2 separate regions of the Mus musculus genome follow, and region 1 is linked to region 2. A link is a contact called in public Hi-C data. All regions are on one chromosome and are shown on one strand. The core of a region is the stretch at or near the end of the contact, and the rest is flanking DNA. Distances in the headings are between cores, read along the strand shown. Region 1 overlaps Gm38915 (a long non-coding RNA gene). Region 2 overlaps Eps8 (epidermal growth factor receptor pathway substrate 8).

What was found. A called contact is a pair of places that touch in the nucleus more often than the background predicts.
Region 1: a Hi-C map of rod photoreceptor shows a contact between it and region 2, with 3 times the contacts expected there. The contact joins two enhancer-like sites. A contact is called at or near these places in 1 of 15 datasets of contacts at CTCF or cohesin (the NIH/3T3 cell line), 7 of 484 Hi-C or Micro-C datasets (cortical neurons, embryonic stem cells, nephron progenitors and 2 more), 2 of 115 datasets of contacts at active chromatin or transcription factors (the NIH/3T3 cell line and embryonic stem cells) and 3 of 9 other capture datasets (adipose tissue, embryonic stem cells and liver).

Annotation. Positions count from the first base shown.
Region 1 is chr6:137,710,026-137,715,809 of GRCm38.p6, reverse strand. It overlaps Gm38915 (a long non-coding RNA gene), which reads right to left. Exons shown (of 4, transcript XR_869522.1): 3 at 5,075-5,146. Among named protein-coding and RNA genes, the nearest start is that of Gm38915, 9.8 kb to the right of the region's middle. Within about 2 kb of position 2,434, at least 35 of the 459 cell types and tissues checked have an H3K27ac peak or open chromatin away from gene starts, as enhancers often do. A contact at or near this core is called in rod photoreceptor, where this site is marked.
Region 2 is chr6:137,596,142-137,601,813 of GRCm38.p6, reverse strand. The region is part of intron 1 of Eps8 (epidermal growth factor receptor pathway substrate 8); the gene reads left to right. Among named protein-coding and RNA genes, the nearest start is that of Eps8, 50 kb to the left of the region's middle. Within about 2 kb of position 3,918, at least 25 of the 459 cell types and tissues checked have an H3K27ac peak or open chromatin away from gene starts, as enhancers often do. A contact at or near this core is called in rod photoreceptor, where this site is marked.

The DNA of each region.
Region 1 (5,784 bases), core at 1,185-3,684, 120 kb before region 2:
AAGGCTACAGGCTTATGGGAAAACCCTTGTCTTGATATATGTATGGTAGATCACGCCATTCATTGGTGGGAACGCCTGTAATCCTAAAACCTAAATGATAGCGTGACCTGCTTATGTGGTGATAGTCAAGCTGCCTTTACCAAAGGCCAAACATTTGGGGACCAAGTCGAGGCACCAGGTCACTCACCAGACATTAATATGTGTTTGGCAATAAGGCAGATGGAAGATCATGTCTGTGATCTAAATGCCTGTGGTGCAATGTCTTAGCTGTTCCCTGGTGAGCCACAAAGAACAGGGATTCGTGGGGAATTTGATATTCTCTTCCAGGTAGAGCCTACACTAGCTGTTTCAGTTAGGATTCCAGCAGTTACTCAAGGCTAGATGTGTGTAGCCAGACTGGTCAGTGGACGTGCTTAGCTGGGATAATGATGGTCAAGGAAGTGAGGTGGAGACACTCATACACAGTGGTCCTCGAACATCACAGATCTAAATTCTCAAAAGCCATTACTTAGTCAGTTCAACAAGGGACTTTGGGACATAACACTTTTATTGACATTCTCATAGCCAGGTCCTGGGAGCTGCCTAAGGGTTTAGGAGTGGGCTAGTGCATTCTATAAAAGAGAGGTGTGTGATGATGAATCTGTACCAAGTGAGACGGGTGCTTTTGATTGGGGTCGTTGGAAAGTGTAGGGAAGTAAGCTTCAATGACGATGTGGCAGTTGAATGTGGCAGTAACACTCAGGACCATACTCCACAAGCCAGCTTGGTGCCAGCCTCTCCATATACAGATATAAAGGACTTTATTCACTTCCTTCTGCCAATTCAGAGTAAGCAGATGAGCTAGTAGTTGAAAGAAATCCATCTAATTGTGAAACTCATTCTTACAGAGACATTTCACACTGGAAAAAAAAAAAAGATCTTTGGTTTATTGGCTGACTGTTTCTCTGACTTAAGTCTTTTGTGTTGTGTGTCAACCAAACAACTCTAACCATGAAATTGTAGCTCATCATATCATCCTCAAAATGTATGAATATAATAAAAACATTCAAACCCATGGGGGGGGGGGGAGACTCAGAGCTACGCAGGCTGCTAGGCAAGCTACATTGCAAATATGTTGGCTTGCTCTTCAAAGGAGTTTATTTATTTGTTTTATTTGAAATTGATATCATGAAGTAACTATATAGAGGTAGAGCCCAGACTCTAGGTTATCAGGCTAATAACAGCAAATCTGTCCACAGAGTCCACAAAAGATCTACAACCACTGGAAAATGAATGTGGGGATTGCAGACTGACAAGTGTTTCTTTGGAAAACAAGACAGACAACTTTCTAAAATATAACTTTATTTGGAATAAAATGCCAACTTAACATTGTTTGCTTTAGTATTTTATGAAATAATAAAGTTTGCAACCCTGAAGTGGGAGGCCCACGTGTTGATTAGCTGGTTTCAGCACTGGCCCTTAAGGCAGCAGTGTGTTGCATTTTCTGCAGCTATGCTGGGTTCAGAGTGAGGCTGCATCTGCCTTCCCTTGAATAGAGTGCTTTTCAGAGCTGTAAGTTTGGTTTCTCTCGTGGCCAAGAGTCATCCTTCCCAAAAACAAACAAACAAACAAAAAACCCTAATATTTTAAAGGACAATGCATAGTTTGCACTTCAGGAAATTGGTGTTAACTACAAACAGGCCACCTTAGCAGAAAGAAGATAAGCTGGGTCTTATTATCTATGTGAGCCACCCCACTGTTTGAACTATTTATTCTTAAAAGACATGCTGGGAACTTGTTATGTGCACACTCTATTACTTTCTACAAAAGCTGGAGAGAAAAATGACACACTGATCAACAGGGGCAGAGATTTGACCTCCAGTGAAGATGCTGCTATAGAAGTGTACACACACACACACTCATACACACATTCACACATACACTCACACACACATTCACACATACACACATACACTCACACACACATTCACACATACACACAATAATACACACAGACACATTAACACACACATACACGCACACATTCATACATTCACACATACACACACACTAATACACACATACACACAAACATAATGCACAGAAACACACTAATATATGCATATGTCAAAATATACTACACATTAACACACACAAGATAGGCACACACACATACACTCACACACACACTAACATACACATACACACACAGAGAACACATTTGTTCTTACAATATAGAAAATGAGATCATTTTGTCTATGATTGTTACACACCCAGAGACAGAGCACTGTTAGCCCAGGGAGAGACAGGCAGACAATTGCTGCTTAGAACTGAGGAGCCATATGGGCGTCTTTGGATTATGCGGATGATCCAGAATTAACCCACAGAGAGTGACTTGGTGCATTAGAACTCCTAGCAGATTGTGGATTTGAAAAGGCATTCCAAGAGGCAGGGCTTATCCATGAGGCCTTCCCCAACCTTACCGCTATCCAAAGGCTAAAGGCTTTGTCCCTGTCCTCTAGAGCCCAGGCCAGGCAAGGCCTTGTCAGTGTTTTAAGGAAGATAAGGTCACTGGAGCAGCATGCTTATGAGTTTGCTGTTTGGAATATTCCTCATTAGAAGGGAGGCTGTGGTGTGGTGATGGCCAAGACCACAGAGGGACCCCACAAAGGTCACAGCTGAGCTCACAGTTGACTGCGGGAAGCAATCTGCTAGGCTCTGAAGACTTCCCACCCCCACCCCAAACTCAGCCTCTAGAGGAACTACCCAGTGAAGCCACCCAGCTAAGCCTGCCCGGGCTGCAGATTTCTGGGCAAAATCAGATGTTTGCTCCTGCTTTTAAGGATGGGTTCTGTGAGGCTTTAGATAATGGCACACACAATGGCCTGAGAACTGTTGTTACAGAGCGCTGCTTTGGAAAATGGTCCTTTAATTCCAGGAAGCGGCAGCTGGTGACTACAAAGAGATGAAACACTTCCCATGAAGACTGCATCTGAATTTCGGTCTTTTGACAGTGTTAAAGTCGTGTTAAAGACTTTTTTTTTTTTTTGGCTGTGTTCTAAAACTTGTACATTGATATACATGATAATGAAAGCTCCCAGAAAAATCTGCCACAGTGAGATGATTATATAAGGGGGAAAAAAAACGTTGAGGAATACTTGCATCTGAGGACTGCAAAGAAGAGAAATCAGGAAAGCTGGCAGAAAGAACTGGCCTGAAATTGAGATCCCTACGGTGCAAGGGAAACAGTGCTTCAAGGAGGCCCTTGTTTGAGTCGAAAGACTATTTCTGTTATAAACTGAGAATTAAAAACACACAAACTGGCTGCAGTGGTACAAACTTGTAGCCCTAGATGCTCAGGACTCTGAGGCAGGACTCCCATAACCACACACATACACACACACACACACACACACACACACACACACAAATAGAGATGTCTAAATAATATGTGTTAGTAGGATAAAGTAGAAACTTTGTATGTGCATAACACAGAAGTAGCATACATACATTCTTCTTTTATATAAGTAGTTTCTAAATGTACTTGAGTGATAAGCTTTACACGTAGAAAGACAAGCCTGCTGGCACAATCCTTTAACGCACTCAGGAAGTAGATGCAAACCAGCTGGCTCTGAGTTTGAATCCAGCCTGGTCTACACAGCAAGTTCCAGGTCAGCCAGGTATATATAGTGAGACAGTGTATAAATTTTTTTAAACATATAATAGCATAGCATCAATATAGAAAAGATATTAGTAATTAGATTTGGGCATTTCGTGGTAGTCCAAAGACAGTGAAGACCTGCCATATTGATTAGAGTTATGCGCTAGAATACAGAGAGGATAGATGCTGGTGAATATTGACTGTTAACTTGACAGGGCCTAGAATTATTCAGGGGACAAATCCAGGGGGCTTTCCTCTTAGGGAATTTCTGCACTGGGGTCCTTTAGCTGGGAAAACACACTCTTTTCTAGCACGTTCCGCAAGGTGGGGGGTCCAAGATCGATAAAAAGGAGAAAGGAGATGGCTCAATGATTAAGAGCACTTTGCTCTTGCAGAGGCCTTGGGTTTGGTTGTCAGTACCTACTTCAGGCGCTCATAATTGCCTATATAGCTCTAGTTACAGAGGATCCTAACCCTTAGTAAGTGCACACACACATGTATGCACACACGCACGTATACACACACACACACACATACACACACACACACACACACACATACCCATGCACACACACTCACATACACAGTCATGCACATACATACTCGCACACATTCATGCAACACACACTTATGAGCATACACACATACACACTCATGTTCATATACTCATGCTACACACACTCATGCACATACACACTAACACATGTACACACACTCATGCATGAACACACTCACACATACACTCACACACTCACACACACAAGAGTTAGGGAATCTTTAAAGAGGAGAAAGCCAGCTGAGCACCAGTGTTGTTCTCTCTCTCTCTCTGCTTCGAGAGCGCTGGCACCACGTGACCAGATGCCTCGTGTGCTTGCTGCCGAGAGCCTTTCCACATCATGGTTGACTGTATTCTTAAATGATGAGCCGGAAATAAACCCTTTCTTAACTCTCTTTTGTCAGGCATTTTGTCAATGCGATGAGAAAAGTAACTAATATAGGTGTGTACATGAAATCCATCCCGGTAGCAACTGAAGATGAGGGTCTTCAGTTCTTCAGCATTCAGAATTATCGAGCCAGAGGGAGGTGTTCTAATGAGGGGTCTTTGGAGGTCTGGTAGAGTCCTGGTTGGGTAATTAAAGGAATACTACTACTATCTACTACCACTACTACTACTAGTAGTAATAATAATTATATATATTTTAAAGCCTGGGAGACTGAAAGTAGAAATGTCACTTATCGTGTCCAAAGGTGATTCGAGCTGGCAAGAGATGCATAATGTCGAGGAGTCTTTAGTCTGTAAACTCAAATGTGTTTGCTCATAACTCTGTAGCTATGAAACTGATTTAACCAATACCAGACGAAATACTCCGACCTTTTTTGTTTTTACACAGCAACGTTTTATAATGACCCAAAACTTTCCATAGAATAACTCACCTCTCCATTTTAATTACGTCAGTAAGCATTTCTCAACTCGTCTGCCCACTCCTATCTTCCCATGTGTTTCAACTGCAGGAAAATAATCAGAAAACATTACTTTTCCACGTCTTACTGCCCCCCTGAGTGATCGGGTCTTCTCTAGATGTCAGAACTGGCCTCATTGTCCCTCATACAGACAGCCATGGACTGGGCTCCTAGCCCAGGATTTTTTTTTTTTTCTGCCAAAGGAGACTCCGCGTTATTGGCTGCTTCTCAGAAGATCTGCAGATGTTTCTGCTAAAGTGTTAGTCTCTTGAGTCAGAAGGCATCCAGTGGAGGCAGAATTAGTAATACATTCAATTTCTAAACCATAGCCTAACAGGAGAGAGAGAGAAAGCAAACGATTCCTAAGGGCATGGGGGGGGGGGGAAACTCCTTCAGTAATGACTTTTCCGTACAGTGTTTCCTTAATGTTAAATTCATACCTCTACAGAGATAGCCTGTCACAGTTTCAGCAAATGAAACAGCAATCTCACTTTGTGTTATTGTTTTGGTTTTTTTTTTTTTGCTTATGTTTTGTTTTGTTTTGTTTTGTTTTTAGAAAACTAATTGAATAATCTCTAAACCATAACTGTATAAATCATTCAGGTGACATCCTAATTATGTTGATTTAGCCATTTTGTTCTGATGATTCTAAGTTTTATCTCTCTCTGTTTCTGTGCATGTGT
Region 2 (5,672 bases), core at 2,669-5,168:
TGCCAGTGCCTGGCAAATATAGAAGTGGATGCTCACAGTCATCTATTGGATGGAACACAGGGCCCCCAATGGAAGAGCTAGAGAAAGTACCCAAGGAGCTAAAGGGGTCTGCAACCCTATAGGTGGAACAAAAATATGAACTAACCAGTACACCCAGAGCTTGTGTCTCTAGCTGCATATGTAGCAGAAGATGGCCTAGTCGGCCATCATTGGGAAGAGAGGCCCCTTGGTCTTGCAAACTTTATATGCCCCAATACAAGGGAATGCCAGGGCCAAGAAGTGGGAGTGTGTGGGTAGGGGAACAGGGCAGGGGAGGAGAGTATAGGGGACTTTTGGGATAGCGTTTGAAATGTAAATGAAGAAAATATTTAATAAAAAATTGGAAAAAAAAGTGCGTACTTAAAGTCAGTTCTTGAGGCAGGTAGCATTTTCTTCTATATGTACTATTTAAAATAGTGAATGGCTCAGTTGTTAATTTAGTCCACAGATGATCCTGTGTGTGTGTGTGTGTGTGTGTGTGTGTGTGTGTGCTGCTCATCCTTAAGTGCATAGACATCAGGGGTCAGCATTGTGTGACTTCCTTCAGGACACCAAACTTAGTTTGTTTTAGACAGGACCTCTCACCGAACCTGGAGCTGGCCATTTTTCTGCTACACTGCCTGGCCAGAGAGTGCTGGGGGTCTTCCTGTCTCTTCCTCCCCAGGGTTGAGGATCTGGGCAAGTTCCCTGTGGTTGCTGGGGATCCAAACTCAGTTTCTCATGCTTGGGCGGCAGGTACTTTACCTACTGAGCACCCCCCCCCTTCTCTCTCTCTCCCTCTTCCCCATCCCCCTCTCCCTCCCCCTCCCCCCTCCCCCCCTCTCACACACACATACACACACACAGCAGTATTTACTAAAACCATCCATTGTCACTCAGTGTGGGGGGATCTTCCTGTACCCTAGCTGTCAGTTGGGTCTTGTTTTTGTAATGATCTGTCCAAGTTTCAAGTCACCGGTGAGTTGCAAGATATGGAAGTCTCCTTTAGTTTTTCTCCTCTCCAAAAGAGAATAGTAGTAGTATTTATCACCATGCATTTGTAAGAAGTTAAACTGTTAAGTATGTAAAGTACTTTAGAATGAGCCTGGCATCTAACAACACTACACATTAGAAAAGGAAGGAGGGAATTTGTCTGGCTCTTGCTGTAAGCAGTACCTGGGCTCAGCAAGTACTCGGGTACTAGCCTGTACTCCACTGGCCAGCATCACCAACTCTCCTGCTGATGGTGTGCACCTTCAGTTAATTACTTTAAGGGCTGGTGGAATGAGGAGGAATTAGAGGGCGTCCAGGTTACTTCATAGGGAGAAACAGGAAGGGACGTTTCTGTGAGTGACCAGCTCTGTGTAGGGACACCTTCATCTCCTTGGTCACTAAGTCTTAATGTGGATCATCCCTGTGTCACAATGTAATGAGAGTGGTTTGATTGGTCTCTGTCTAGAGCTGCTCACAGTTTCCCATGGCTTTTACCTTGGAAGTTGATAGATGCTAAGTACACACCTCTCTCCCATTGTCATCACAGAAGAAATGCTTAAGCAGTCTACAGAAGTAGCAGGGCTGGAGCAAAATGAAAACACACAGAGCCCAGGGTAAGAAAGTCATTCTCTTATGTAGACTGACAACCAAGCTTACTGGTGGCCAAACTTCAAATAACAGCGACAGAATTTCCTGGGGATCTGAATTGGGGGTGTCAAGAGAACTTCCCTGAGACCTCCACTGTGATATTTCATTTCATTGTTCCCTTTAGAGAGTCACCTAGATGAGCCATCTCCAGGGGTGTCCTTAAGAGTGTCCTGTAGATTTAATTCCATAGGTCATGGGTGGAAGACAGTTCAGCTCTTCTACTAGCTCTGAGCTTGAGAGCCTCTCTCCCCTGTTAACTTGCTCGTCTGGTAAACACAGAGGCCTCTGAATATATTTTTAAAATGTTCCCTGCTTTTCTGTGCTGTGGCTATGCTCCTGTTGGTTGCAGACAATGCGCTGTGTTACCATACTTCTCTGCATCTTCCCATATGTGGGGTGACCCCATCTATTCTATGTGCCTGGGAATGGAGCCTCGGCGTGCTATTAGTGGGCTTCCTAAAGTCAGGCAGTAGTTGACAGAGGTGAGATGGAACCTGGGAAAGACTGGTTCACTTCTGAGCTTGTGTTGCTTCACCCAACATTAGCCAGAGTTCTGGTGGGCATCTAGGTCCTGGGGTAGCTTTGTCCCTCACCTCAGCAGTTTCTTTCTTTCTTTCTTTCTTTCTTTCTTTCTTTCTTTCTTTCTTTCTTTCTTTCTTTCTTTCTTTCTTTCTTTCTTTCTTTCTTTCTTTCTTTCTTTCTTTTTGTAATTACATATTTTCCTCAGTTACATTTCCAATGCTATCCCAAAAGTCCCCCACACCCTCCCCTCCCCCCCCCCCCGCTCCCCTACCCACCCATTCCCATTTTTTGGCCCTGGCATTCCCCTGTACTAGGGCATATAAAATTTGCGTGTCCAATGGGCCTCTCTTTCCAGTGATGGCCGACTAGGCCATCTTTTGATACATATGCAGCTAGAGTCAAGAGCTCCGGGGTGCTGGTTAGTTCATAATGTTGCACCTATAGGGTTGCAGATCTCTTTAGCTCCTTGGATACTTTCTCTAGCTCCTCCATTGGGGGCCCTGTGATCCATCCAATAGCTGACTGTGAGCATCCACTCATGTGTTCTATTTAGTTAATTTAGTGTGGGTTCTTGTGTGTGACCTACAGGGTTGGTTTTTTTTTTCAGCATTAATTTTTTATTTGTAATTATGTATCTCTGTGCAGGTATGTGCACATGACTGCAGTTTCCTGCAGAAGCCAGAAGAGAGTGTCTGACCCCATGGAGTTACAGGCTGTAAGATCTCTGACATGGGTGTTGTCCTTTAGAAGACAGCAAATGCTCTTAACCTTTGAGCCATTTCTCCAGCCCCATGATCTACAGTTTATAAGACTTACATAGATTTTAGTCAGTACTAGATCTTTATTCAGTGAGTTCTATATCCACTAATTTGAGTTTTTTTAGTCCTTGGATCCCAGGGTTTCTTCCTTTGAACGCGATTTCTATCCCCATCCTAGCTGCTGCCTGAGAGCCACATGTGCTGACTCGAGTTCTCTGTGTGTCAGAGAACCGAGAAGGAAGACTGACAGCTCCCACAAGGACACCAACATTGCCTTTTAAAAGCTCATTAAAACACTTAAAGTGACCTCAGGGGACCTTTAGCGGCTTTTGTGACAAGCTTTGTTTACTGGTAATACCGCTGCATTAGGAGTCTCCAGAGAGAAGCAGCCAAGAGAGCTACAGAGACAGAGGCAGATGAGAAGGGATTTGTCTCACAAGGCTGGAGGCTGGGACAGCTCACCGTGGGCTCTCCTTGTATCAGAGAACCAAGGACATCAGTAGCTGTGACCGTCCAGGTCCAGAAGCCTCAGCATTAGGGAAGCCGTTGATGTAATTCTCAGACTAAGGACTGATTCCTGAGAGCCTGGTAGGGAAGGCCCAAGTTTCATTCTGAAAGCCAGAGAACATGGAGCTCGGCCATGCACAGGCAAGAGAAGATGGGCATCCTGGATCTGGAAGAGAGAGCAGGAACGGACTCTTCTGCTACCACAGTGTTCCATTTGCACCTCCAGTTGATTGGAGGGTGACTGTCCACAGTCAGGGAAGATGGACCCCACTCGGCAGACTGACCTCCAGAATCATGCTCACTGGCATGTTCAGAAATGCTTAGAAATGTACTCCACAGCTAACTAGGTATCCCCGAATACAGTGAAGCCGATGCCTACAATTAACAGTGTTCTCCCGGAGATGGAGACCGGGAACTCTATTGTTATTCAGATCCTGTTCAATAACTTTGGGACTTTGAACAGGTTTTATGACCTCCTTAGACCTCAGCTCTTCACTACAGCAGGAGAGTACTATATACTCCCAGGTGACAGGGTGACTAAGACGATGACACGATTTAAAAGTATCATGTGTGTGATGTAATACCCAGGGTATAAAATGCTACGATGAATTAGCAGATCAGACATAATGGCCTGAATAAGACCTGCAGAGGATAAAGCCAGGCAACATTATGTGGTGGAATGGGGAGGGGCCCATGAGCCTCTACCCCAGCTGAGGATCTAATGACAGTTGATGACTTATCTGGGGAAGGGAGTCTGCTTTCTTTAAGGGCGTGGCTCCTGCTAAATGTATGATGCTACAGTGCATGGCTCCACACCCTCAATATGGGCAGCACATTTTGGACTTGCTGGGCTATTAAAAAATAATGCATGAAGTTGAGAGGAGGTCACATGGGCCTAAGATGGCTGGGAATGAAGGAGATCACACTAACACATTGTATGCATGTGCGAATAAACTGAAAATATTCTTAAAAAGGAAAAGCAAGCGTAAGTACTGCATTTCGAAGGCTCTGGGACTGGGAAACTTTGACTTTAGATTGTTCTGGGTGGGAATTAGCTGAAAAAAATGTGGCCTCTGTGGATGGAGGGGCAGAGGTGAAACTCGGGTGAAGATCTTCTGAGATTCTAGCCCCAGATTGGTGGATTTCCACAAGGAATATCTAATAGTGCGCCACCTTATGATTCTGTGTTGTGACTTTTCTAATGCTTAAAATAAGGTCCCTGGGCTTAGACACCTTATAAATAAAGAGGTTTACGTAGTTCATCATTCTAGAGACTGAAAGTTCAAGGTGGGATAGCCCCCTGATCTAGCCCCTGGTGAGGGACTTATGACAAACTGTGTTACAATGATGGGAGGATTTGAGCAGGACAGGGAGGCAGAGAGAGTCAACTGTCACACTTGCTCATTTCCTGAGAAGAGCCAGCTTTCTTCTGACACCAGCATTAATCTCTGCTGAAGGCAGGAATCTCCCCCCACCCCACTGACCTAATTAACTTTTCTAAACTCTTAAAGGTGAACCACCAAACCTCCGTCGGTGAGCATTTTGGAGACACGGTCAGACCATCTCCAAGCCATAGCAGATTTGACCCACAAGTCCTGGGAGTGGATGTACTCATGGGTGGATCCCCCAAGCATTTGTTAAACACCTCCTGCTACCAGGCATTCTGCAGGGACTCCTATCACAGTAAAACATGTCTGTGTCTTGCTCTCTCCTTTTGGCATGTGTATCTGACTATGAGACAGATCTGTAAACAAATGTTGCTACCACATGATAGCCATGCCCCTAGAAGTCAGGTCAAGTGGGCTCAGAGAAAGCTGGTTTTGGCTGATACTTTGTTTCTGAAGGTGAGGGATTTCTAACAATAGGAGGCTGATCACTAAGTACAAAGAATTATTTGGATATGTTTTCATCTAGGTCCCTTAGGTCCTCTGAAATTGTAACTTTGGGCATCTGGAAGAATAAGCCATCCTAGCTTGCTTTGCTGTTGCTGTGATGTAAGACACTGACCAAAAGCAACCAGGGGAAGAAAGGCTTTAGTTGGCTTAGATGTCCGATTATAGTCTGTCATTGAAGGAAAGCAGGGCAGGGACACAAGCAAAAGCTGAGGCAAGAACCATGGAGGAAATCTGCCTGGTGACCAGTTCTCTCTCCTGTCTTCTCTCTTCCTCTCCCCTATTCTCCTCTCCTTTATCCTCTTCTTTTCTGCTCAGATAACTTTCTTATACA